Regions from separate parts of the Arachis hypogaea genome. Here region 1 is linked to region 2. A link is a contact called in public Hi-C data. All regions are on one chromosome and are shown on one strand. Each heading gives the region's core, a stretch centred on a gene start, on an enhancer-like site or on the middle of the called end of the contact. The rest is flanking DNA. Distances are from core to core; before and after follow the strand shown. Region 1 has its middle 18 kb from the start of LOC112696172. Region 2 overlaps LOC112696170 (RNA demethylase ALKBH10B).

Region 1 (5,551 bases), core at 389-2,888, 77 kb after region 2:
GGCAATTTTTGAATGGGCATGCTCGGGATTCGCCAATTGATTCACCGAAATCGAAGCCAAAAGCCACAAAATGGCCCAGTGAAGTCCCCCAATTCCTTCGTTTAGAAGCTTCACGAACTGTGACAATAAGCCTTGTGTTTCTGCGATCCACTGCTTGGATTGAAAATCGCCGGCGAGAAACTCCAAAACTCTAACTGATGCACTCTTCAATTTTGCGATCACAGTAACTATATAAAACTTACCTCACATTACTGTAACATAATCATTAATTACAGAGTCGGTTAAAAAAATTCTCTTTTAAATATCTATGCCAAAGTGTCAAATTTAGATTGGATGGTCAACATCTAGCCACCGTTAACCATGAGAAATTTAGCCACCAAAGAACTCACCAAAATATAATAGGAAACGACGGATACTTAGATGGATAAGTATTGAAATTGAATAAAAAATAAATTAAAATAAAAAAATATGTTAAAATTAAACATAAAGAAAATTATTTGATTTTTTATTTTATTTTTTTATATAACAAAAAAATTATTTAATCTAATTTTTTCATGTCATAATTTAGAAATTAAATAAAAAAAGTTATTCAATTTTTTATCTAATTTTTTGATGTAATAATTTTGGATTTGGATTCTCTAAAGTTTGAATTTTACTTTAGAGATTACAGTGTGATTTCTCACCATTGATTTCATAGGTGGGACCAAGAATAAATATGAAAGAGAAACTATTTAAGAGTAGAAAATCACACTTTACTCTCTAAAATGAAATTCAAACTTTAGAGGATCTAAATCCAATAATTTTTATGTAATAAGAGGAATTCATTAAATTTCATCACCAGACTAAAAAGTATTTTAGTACTTTTTTAATCTCTTTATAATGACTAATAATTTAAGAGATATATATAATCTTGCATAGGATTAAAGTAAAAAAAAATCACTAAATTTATTAATATAAAATTTAATTTATTAACTAAATAAATAAAATTAAAATTTTAATATTTAAAAATATAAATTAATAACTACTAAATAATATTTTTTATTTTTTATTTTTTTTGTCATGAAGGTCGGAACTTGGAAGCACTTACCAAAGTCATACTTCTGCTCTTAATATGCATAAAACATATGATCATAATTAGGAAGCGAAGGGTGGTTGGCATTATAAGACAAATATGAGTTTTTTCTCCCCTTTTCAGTTCACTATGGAAAAATCTAACATTTCTAGAGGAATCAACTTCTTCACCTTAGGTATATTCTTATAAATGGGGCCAAAATATTAAGCCATTAATTCAATGCTAAAAGTTGTTTGTCGCCTGAGTGTTTATTTTTAATTTTTACCAAATTATATATCAATATCGAAGGCCTTACACGGATATATGGGCAATTTTTTTCTTTTTTGAGAATGTAAAAATTATATTGTTCTTGATAAACAAAAAGTTTGAAAAGTCACCAAAAAAAAAAGTTTGAAAAATTATGTGACCCTCCAAATAATTTTTGTTAAATATAGCAACAAAACCGTAGATAGACATGGATCAAACTAAATGTTTTTTTTTTTTTTGGTTTTTTGGATCTTACATTGGAGGTCATATTTTTTGGTCAGGATTGAAGGTCATTTGAAGGCTTTATTATCCGCGAGTGAAATGGGCTTAACGGGTTGTACAAAAATCTAGGATACAAGTGGAGAGTCCACCCAAACCAAAAAATAAAAGGGGGCAGAAATAGGGCTGGCAATTCATACCCTACCCGCGGGTACCCAACCCGGTCCAACCCGTTCGGGTAGGGTAGGTTACCCTACCCGCAGCGGGTAGGGTAGGGTACGGGTTTAGGGTGTATCCTACCCGCACCTCATATATAACACATATTTTATAAAAATCTCTCTATATAATGAAGGAAGTGAGAATTGAACCCACAACCTTTCTTATGTAATGACTTATAATAAGTGAACAACCACTAAATTAGTTAGTTAATTTAGTAATTTAGAGCATTAGTTTTTTATTTTTTATGTTATTAATACGTATAAAATTCGAAATAATTGAATTTTATATTTACTTTGAAAAAATTTGATATTTCTGTGGGTAGGGTAGGATAGGGTAGGGTTTATAATTTTAGGGTTCGGGTAGGGTTAGGGTTGAGAGATTCTCAACCCGCAGATAGAGTAGGGTAGAGTTTTAATGAAATTTTCAACCCGCGAGTAGGGTTAGGGTAGGGTCCAAACCCTACCCTACCCTACCCATTGCCAGCCCTAGGCAGAAAGCTTATCCACTCACCCACATATGGGGGTGGCAAACGGGTGAGGTGGTCGTGAATTTCTTTTCCACTCCATCTAACGGTGGGTTAGTAGATCGATCGATGAAATCCGTCAAAATTTTTTATTTTTTTATAACACATTAAATATTAAACAATATATATAATTTCACAACCATTTCAATAAATTTATAATTTCTAAAGACATAAAAAATTATAATTTTTAAATTTATAAATATTAAAATCTTTATAATTATAAATATATAATAAACATAATTATAAACCAAGTGTTTTAAAACAAAATAATAAAATTAACATTGTCCAAAGCAAAATAAATATTGTCAAAAATATATAATTAAACATCTTTAAGTTTATAATTAATCAAACATAAAATATAATTCAAATATAACTTAGACCATTTTCAATTATAATCTTTATCCTCTTGTTGAATTAATAACATCATAAAAATTTGTAAAAAAATAGTTCTGACAAAAAAATACCAGGCCCGTCGAAAAAATCCGTTCCACCCCGCCAAAGCCCACATATTAGGCGATATAGGTTAGGCGGGCTTTTTAAGTTTGGCAACTTTAAATTTTTAGCCTAACCCACTTTTTTTGGTAAGTTACGCGGACCGGCCTAACAGGTTCGACTCATTTGCGATTCCTACCCACATATTATAAGGTTTTAGTTGAGTGACTAAACATGTCTTTTAATATATTACATTTGAAATCCAATATGATTAAGTAGTAGATAAAATCCTTAAATGTATATGAGTGTGTATAATATGTGTAAGTGTGTGATGCTCTGCCCAAAAAAAAAAATAATTAATGTAATTTGGTGCCTAAAATCATTGAACTTCTAAATACACCGGTTTAATAATGAATGTAGTTTTAAAAAATATTGCTATCTATAAAACTAATTAATTAAAAAATTTTAATTAAAGACACTAATATTTCAAAAATTATTGTGCATACAATTAATTCCATATTATCACATCAATAAATATAACTACTTTTCACAATCAATAAATAAATAATGCTATTATAAAATTTTTTATCCGCACTATAGGTTAAAATTTTGAAGAGACTCAAATCAGCTTATGAATTATGGTAGGAAAATATTGGTCATCATGTAATATTTTTTATTGGGTAAATATAAGAGAAAAAGAAAGAAAAACGAATATGATAGATGTTAATCATATAGAGAATGTAAACACTAAATCCAAATGTAATGAGCATTATCCTTTGAAATATGAAGAGGATGGGAAATTGTAGGAAAAATAGAAAACTTCATATAGAAAACATATATATAATCCAATAGAACTTACAAGCAAGAGGGCCCTTAGCTTATTTTGAATCCACTCAACAACTAACGAATCTTATATATTTTTTTATGCCAAACTCAACATTAATTACATTAATTATTACATGCACATACACTAGTGAAACATGGTATAATAGTTACCCTCTTTTGAAGGAAGCAATATTTGATGTTGTTCTGAGCTTCTTCCTAGAACTCTGAATGAACTCAGAAAAATGGTGATCTTTCTGGTTTTCCATCTTCTTATTAGCCTCATGATTTGATAATAATGCGGATCCACCAGCATTATTATTGTTATTAGTGTGCTCAGCTCCGTTAATTCCGTTCCTAACACGATCAATGAACTCTTTGAAAGCACCATTAAGATCGAGTGTCTCTTGTTGATGTTGTTGAATCTTCATTACTCCTTTGTTGTTGTTGTTTGTTGATGAAGCAGGTTGGTTCTTCCCTGCTGCTACTTGCTTTGGAGGTTCAACAACAACCTTGTTATGATTATTAGAGTAATCATAGTTGATGGGGATTACTGAACCTTGTTGATCTCCTCTTCCTCCTTCTTTGTTCATCTTTCTACTATTAGTTGCATGTTTTTTTGTGATTGTGATGGAGTTTGGTGCTGATGAACGGTGGTTGTGTTGATGCTTATTATTCTGCTTACTGTTGAGGCGATGAATAGCTCTGAAAGCAGGGTAGCTTGAAAGTGCTTCCCTGATTTTGCTACATATGGTGCTAGTGCTTGATTTGGTGTTGTTCTTTTCCATGGAAGAAGAAGAAGAAGAAGATTTTTGTGTGTGAATGTATGCAATGATTTTTGTGTGTGGATATTGGAAGAGGTTGAGGTGTTATTTTATAGCACAGTTTTATAGATTTTATTAAAGGGCTAAGTATAGAAAGAATAATACTCATCTTTTGAATCAACTCTACAAAAATAAAAGGAAAATAATCAAATCCACTACATGATAGGAGATTTTATATACATTTTGTTTATTAATGAACAAACATATCACACTTTAAATAATTGTCACAAATTCCCATTCTTCTTTCATAATATTTTGTGAAAGAATCTTATATACATTTATATATTTTTTTATCTAAACTTTTAGGATAAATAATTTTATAATATATTATCATAATTTTTATGATCTAATGCAAAATTTATGTAAATATAAAAAGGATCTCGCTAGAGAGACAATGGACTATTTGTACAATGTGTACAATGGCTATTTGTACAAGGGATAATAAACATCTTCTCGAGGGTTCACCAAGGATCGAACTCTTGACTTTTCAGATCTAGCGCTTTAATACCATGTCATGATACCACTCATTCCAAAAGATTCAACTGATGGAAAAATGTAACACTAATAATTATATCTCTAATACTCCATAAACCTTCATTGTACACATTGTATAAATATTTCATTGGCTCCTCATACTTCCCCATATAAAAAAGAGGCTCTTACGCAAATTAAAGATATGTGATAATTAAATATATAATTATATATTTTTTTTTAGAAACTCTTGAAGTTAGTAATTTTTAATATTTTTTGTCATTATTTGGTTAACACAAATATAAAATTATTTTTAATAAATAAATTTCATTAATTTATGTATATAAATTTTAAATAATATAAGTATAAATTGTTTTGATTTATGTGTGCAAAATTTTAATTATATTTTTTATATACAAAATATTTATAAATTAAATATAAGTATAAATTATTACTGAATAAATACGAACAAAAAATGATAATATTTATCATTGCTCTATTTTTTTTTCTATTAAAGTAAGTTCATATGACAAACAAGCATATAATTATGTTTTTGAAATAAGATTCTCAATTGACTAATGAGAGAACTCTCTTCTTTTCTTTGCTCTTAAATCTCCAAGAGATGGGATGGCAGGGATCAATTCCTTCTTGTCCCTAACTACACTCCTAACTAAACAAGCTAAGTACAACTATCACCTTGTGAAATTTTCCATACATCTCATG
Region 2 (6,156 bases), core at 1,385-3,884:
TGTTGACGATAAGCTTCTGTAAGTACGGGGCCTTAAACTTTCCTAGGAAGTTTGACTCTATATGTCTGATACAAAACATGTGGAAAGCTCCAGGAGGAGAACATGCTCCGTTACTCTGAGCAATAGCTGAGTTGATGGACTCATGTCGATCGGAGATAAAGCCCATGCCGTCACGTGTCACCACATGCTGTCGCAAGCTACTGAGAAAAAAGTGCCACGCCTCAGATGTTTCTCCCACCACTATGGAAAATGCAATAGGCACGATATTATTGTTGTCATTCTGTGAAACTGCAACCAACAAATAACTCTTATATTTTCTATACAAATGAGTCCCGTTTTCCTGCACTATTGGTTTGCAATGTCTGAATGCTCTAATACAATGATAATAACTCCAGAAGACTCGATGTAAAACACGGATATTAGGAACTAAGTCATCACCCTAGTATGCAGGCATTGTTTCAAAGTGAACAACTGCTGATGGCTCTTTGTAACACATGGTCTCAAACCATATGGACAAAGCTTCATACGGTATAGTTAACCATACTTTGCGATAACTTACGGTATAGTTAAACTTCACTTGCACTTCCGCAATGACTGATTTCACCTTTATAGATGGGTCAGCTTCTACCAACGGCTTAATTGCTTCTGCAATTGTGTTGGAACCCAACTTCGAATGGTCTTGAGAAATGGTTGCTCTAGTACAAGTGTGACTACTATTATACCTTCTTATCTCCCAGCAGTACTTCTTGCACATTTTACTAATCCTGATCATCCAGTCACAACCTACACCATATTGTGTACATTTAGCATAGAATGTTGTTGGTTCCGACTCGTACACCCGATAATCTACACCTCGACGAATTGTATAATCTTTCATCGCCTTAATCACTACCTTCCTAAAACTGAATTTCATTCTCACGATGAATTCACCGTCCGCTATAACAGAAAGCTCTGCTACATTCACACCACAAAATATGTATTTTGATAAATAATTGTTAAATATATGTCTTAACCGTTGAAATTTTCTAATATTTATAATTTAAACATATAAATATAAATAAGTAATAAAATAAATATAAATAACTAATAATATACATATATACATATATATAAATAATAAAATCTATCAACATTTGTCATTTTTTAAAATATAAATATGAATAAGTAATAATAAATTATTAATCATAATATATAATAAATTATAAAATCTATCAACATTCCTGGTTTTTCAAAATATAAACATAAATAAATAATAATAAATTATTAACCACAGTGTATAATAAATTATAAAATATGCATAAACAATTATTAAATAATTAAAAATAAATAATCAATGCTACTTACTAAATAAAAAACCTTACTGAATAAGTAACTAATAATATAATTAATCATGCTACCTAATTAATATATAATATTTATCAATCATATATTGTATCAAAAATACATACTTACATTCATATAATGAGAAAATTTTGGTGCATGCATGGCCTCTAAATCTAGCGAGTCCATGAAAATAGGTTGGTTTATTTGTGTATTTGCCACCTCTGCCACATCTGCCTCCATAGTGCCATCAGCCTGATCTTCGTCTCCACCTGAATCAATGACTTTATAGTTACTTTCAAACTCCTCCTCGCTATCACTGTTATAATCTTTCAACTCAATATTTTGGTCTGCTTCAGATTGTTCAAACTCAATATACAGTTCGATGAACGATATCTATATTCGAATTTCCATATACACTGAAAACATATCGTCCATGTTCGCTTAATCAGTTACATATTTGATTTAAAACTAAACAAACCCACCGAATATGGATATAGGATGTCTATACAGAATGTACGACACTCTCCTAAATATTTGAGAACCGACTTTTCTCATAAATCACACCTTTTAATTCTTCAAACGACATTGTTAATGGAATAATGATATCTACCAGATTTTCGCACACAAATTTCACTCCTTCAGCTGTTTGTAACAAAATCTGTCCATGATAATAAATTTTTAACATCACTCTATCGTCCATTATGATATATTCAAATCATATGCTCTCAATCTTTGTATCATTGCTGTTGAAACAATGAAGAAGAATATAGAACTAGAGGAGTTTCAGAAGAGAGAATAGAGAGACAAAGAAGAAATGGACATGTTCAGCAAATTTTGGATATATATAAACCAACAAATTGGACGGTCTTACCGTGTTTTAATCGTTTAAATTTATTAAAGCATTAAAATCAGATAGTCTGATTTTATTTATTACGAATTTAAAAATGTTGCAGCCATCAAATCAGATCGTCCGATTTCATTACACATCACTATTTAAAAGCACACACAAATCAGACCATCCAATTTGTGTATTTTTTTCTGCTACAAAAAAATCAGACGGTCTAATTTTTCTCCCCTAGTTTCAAAAATTTAACGCCGTCACAACACTATATTACCCCTGCAACCTCCATAACTCAACGTTACACACATCTTTTAATCATATTAAAATTAATGAACCACAATCATTGACCTTTTTAACTTAAGATCTGGTGCAAAACTTAAAAAAAAGAAGTGTATGCAATTCATTTATATTGGGCCTCAGTCTTATTGGGTTTCATCATTAACTTAGAAACTATAGCACGTGCATTTTAGTAGCATCCCCTTCAAACGGAAGAGGTATATATAGAGACCAGAGTTAGATACGCACACATCGTATCACAACAGGATCAACAGAAACTTCACATTTCTCGTTTACTCTAATCTCTTTTTCCAATGTATTTCTTTAAATCCATTCTCTCCGACGATCCAGATTCCCCTGGATCTGAACATGATATCCGACAATACGCCTCACCCGCAAAACGCAACCGATCCTGATCCCTCCACATCCGACACCGCCAAGGCCTCCGCCGACCACAGTGACGGCGTCGATGGCAGCGGGTGGATTCGGTTCGGTGGCCTGATCAAAACCCTAACCTCCAAATCCGAATCGATAATCGAGACGTACCGCCGGGACCTCCAAGAATTCGGCACGGGACTCAAGAAGGAGATCGAGGTCGCCCATGGCTCCCTCGAGACGGTGGGCCAGGCCATCGATCAGTTGGGATCTACTGTTGTCAAAGGAACGGCCCAGATCATCTCCCAAGGTAAGGAAGCAATCCTAGCCGCCGATCTCGATTCCGATAACAATAGCAACAAAAGCACTAAAAGCCCTAGCAAAGATAGTAGTTGCTCGAATTTGAAAGGGTATAGTAGGTTTGAAGCTCAGATTCGTGCTATTCAGGGTGATGCTAGCACTTACAATGATGAGCCTGAGGATTTGGAAGAGTATGGAAAGTGGAAGTCATGATTTTCGTTGGAAGGGAAGGATGAGGAATTGGAGGGTTTTCTTAGTGAGAATGATGCTATGGAGAGTATTTACAAGAGGCTTGTTCCGAATAGCGTGGATAATGAAAGTTTCTGGTTAAGGTATTTCTATAAGGTATATAAGCTGAAAAAAGCTGAGGATGTGAGGGCTAGGCTTGTGACGACAATGTCAAGGGAAGAGGAGGATTTGAGTTGGGATGTAACAGATGTTGAAGATGGTGGTGGTGGTGATGGTGGTGAATTTGGTGAAAACTGAAAAGGGTGTGGTCGAAACAAAGAAATTGAGTGTGGAAGTGGGGGCAAATTCTTCTCAGGAGGAGTCTAAGGTGGAAAAGAGAAATAGTTCAATGCAAAGTGAAAGTAAGGAACATGGCAATGATTCTGTTGGGGAAACTAAAGTTGAGAGTTCAGTGATTGCTCAAAAGGCGGATGATGGAAGCAACTCATGCAAGGAAGTCGTGAAGGAAGTGGTTGAATCTGGGAAGAATAGTGATTATGCAGCTGGTTCTGATGACAAAGTGATAGTGGAAACAAAAGTTGATGATGGAAAACCTCCGGTGGTTGAGGCAAGTAAGAGCCTGGCACACGAGGAAGAGGAGGATCTCAGTTGGCATGAGATTGGGGATCTCAGTAGTATTGATGAAAAGAAGACAAGTCCGCCTCGGAGTGGAAGCCCAAGCAAAGTTGATGTGCGGAAGCGACTGAGTGTTGCAGAGGAAGAAGAAGCCTTGAGTTGGGACATTGAAGATGATGATGATGATGCTGTTAAGTCTTGAGACACTTGATGCTCACTGATCTGAGTTCTGGTGAGGCATAATTATGTAAGTGTGATTATGATTATTCTTTGATAAGTGAAATTAAATTAGCATTTTCTTTGTTTCTATGTATGTATAAATTGATTTAGAAATAGTGGTGTCATTTGTTTTGTCCTTCTTGTATGAAAGGCAATTGTTTCTATATAGGTTATCTTGTCTTTTTAAATTTGTCAGTTGTTTCGAATATTCATAAGATTATGATGACTTCAAACAGAATTTTGGATGACTCTTCATGACAAATTCCCTCACTATTTCTTTTATAAGTTAATCGCTCTGTTGTAATTATTAGTGCCAGCAAATTATCCTTTTTAAATTCAGAATTGGTTATAGTTGCATGGTTTGGAATACTCTTCTTTAAATAGCTCTTCCAGTTAGTCTAATTTGTTATATTAAAGAGCTTTATCAATGGAAACAATTAACCAGCAACTTGTTCATTTGATTTAAGTGTGTTGAAAGTTTGAAGTATAAGTAAGCACATTTACCTATATTAGTTCTCTCTAAACTAATAAACGTATCAAGTAGTGCCCGCTGAGTGAAAAAAATGAAGGTATGAAGACGATGGATGACAGATCAGAAAGTAATTAAAGAAACAAAAATCTTCATTGGAAGCATTTAAAGCAGTACCTTTCTATTTCAGTTAAAACAGTATGAAGATCAGATGTGGCAGTCCAGAAATGTTTGGAAACGCATCATTTGATATGTAAATGTACTGATATGTAAATGTACCAATACAGTATTAAGTAGATAAACATAACTTTGAATGATGTTGATGTTTAATATGAAAAATATAACCTATCTCTTAATTCACAGTTCACACTCTTCACATTTGAAAGCTAGATTTCTAAAGCCCTTAAACTGATTGGAACACCTACTAACCTGTTGTGAACTCTATAGTTTATACCTTATAAGCTATCCGTCTAATAAGTTCAAAAAGAAAAAGACGGGGGAGGGGTGAAAAATGGATAAAACACACTCTTCTAGCAGCAATCGGGCTCCTTTGTACAACAAATGGACATCCTCCACTGTTCCAAGGTAACTTTCTTGATTCACATTCCTTTGAAACCAGTGCTGCTTCTAAACTTAAATCTTACCTTAACCTCCAACTGTAATGCTGGGTTCAGAAGTTGATTCTCCCATATGTGAATTGGTTGGCGATGATAATGCCATAAGGCGTCCCTTTTGGGCTCGAGGTGGGAGATGCCTTGCAGGTTTCCTGGATGCTACCTTCCAAGGCAAGAAAACCCCAGTCCCAGCGCCACCAGGAAGTTTGCCAGGGTTCATTGCCATAGGGTGTACAGGATTTGTTAGCATGACCATTGGAGCATGAAGTATTCCCCATTTGGGCATCATGTCCATAGTCTCATAGCTGCTTACAGCTCCATTTGGCACAGCATATGGACTAGCAATGCCGGGTTGCCAAAGAGTCATTGCGTTTGTCATGGTAGGAGTTAGTGACTGGCATTGATTGGAGTCTGGCCTCACTCTAAAGAAGGTGATGCTAATCCTTCTGTTCGGTGATGGACACATTACGTGTCTTGCCATGTCTGCACTATTTCCTCTCATCACTAAAAGAGACCTGCCAAAGTAAGATTTTCATTATCTAATATGCACTGTTACCTATCTGCTTTTAGAAGAAGATACACACATTACATGATGCCTCAAATTTGTTTGCATAATAAGATGAATATTATCGTCACTTTTGTCATTAAGGGCAACTGTATCGGTGTTTCTTGATGCAGCCACTGAATATGAATGAGAAGAGATATTATGAAAAAATAAGCTATGAAGGATCACAATGGGGTCCTGTAATGCACCCTTTATGTAAATGATGAAAATGCAAAATAGCTATTAAGTTTTCCTAGGCAGAAAAACTATATAATTTTGTGGATTGGAAGTGCTTGCAAGATTCTATGTTACCCAAGGATAAAGGAAATGGAGAGAAGCAAGATCCGAATAATATGGGCGTTATTATTATTGTAACATGTATAGTTGCATC

Evidence for each region. A called contact is a pair of places that touch in the nucleus more often than the background predicts.
Region 1: a Hi-C map of an unstated tissue shows a contact between it and region 2, with 4 times the contacts expected there. The contact joins two enhancer-like sites. A contact is called at or near these places in 2 of 8 Hi-C or Micro-C datasets (leaf and an unstated tissue).

Annotation. Positions count from the first base shown.
Region 1 is chr6:13,961,638-13,967,188 of arahy.Tifrunner.gnm2.J5K5, forward strand. No RefSeq gene overlaps it. Among protein-coding and RNA genes, the nearest start is that of LOC112696172, 18 kb to the right of the region's middle. Within about 2 kb of position 1,639, at least 3 of the 3 cell types and tissues checked have open chromatin away from gene starts, as enhancers often do.
Region 2 is chr6:13,883,652-13,889,807 of arahy.Tifrunner.gnm2.J5K5, forward strand. LOC112696170 (RNA demethylase ALKBH10B) reads right to left here. Exons shown (of 7, transcript XM_025748791.3): 7 at 4,836-5,736. The coding sequence ends at 5,253. It also overlaps the pseudogene LOC112696171. Among protein-coding and RNA genes, the nearest start is that of LOC112696170, 9.1 kb to the right of the region's middle. Within about 2 kb of position 2,635, at least 1 of the 3 cell types and tissues checked has open chromatin away from gene starts, as enhancers often do.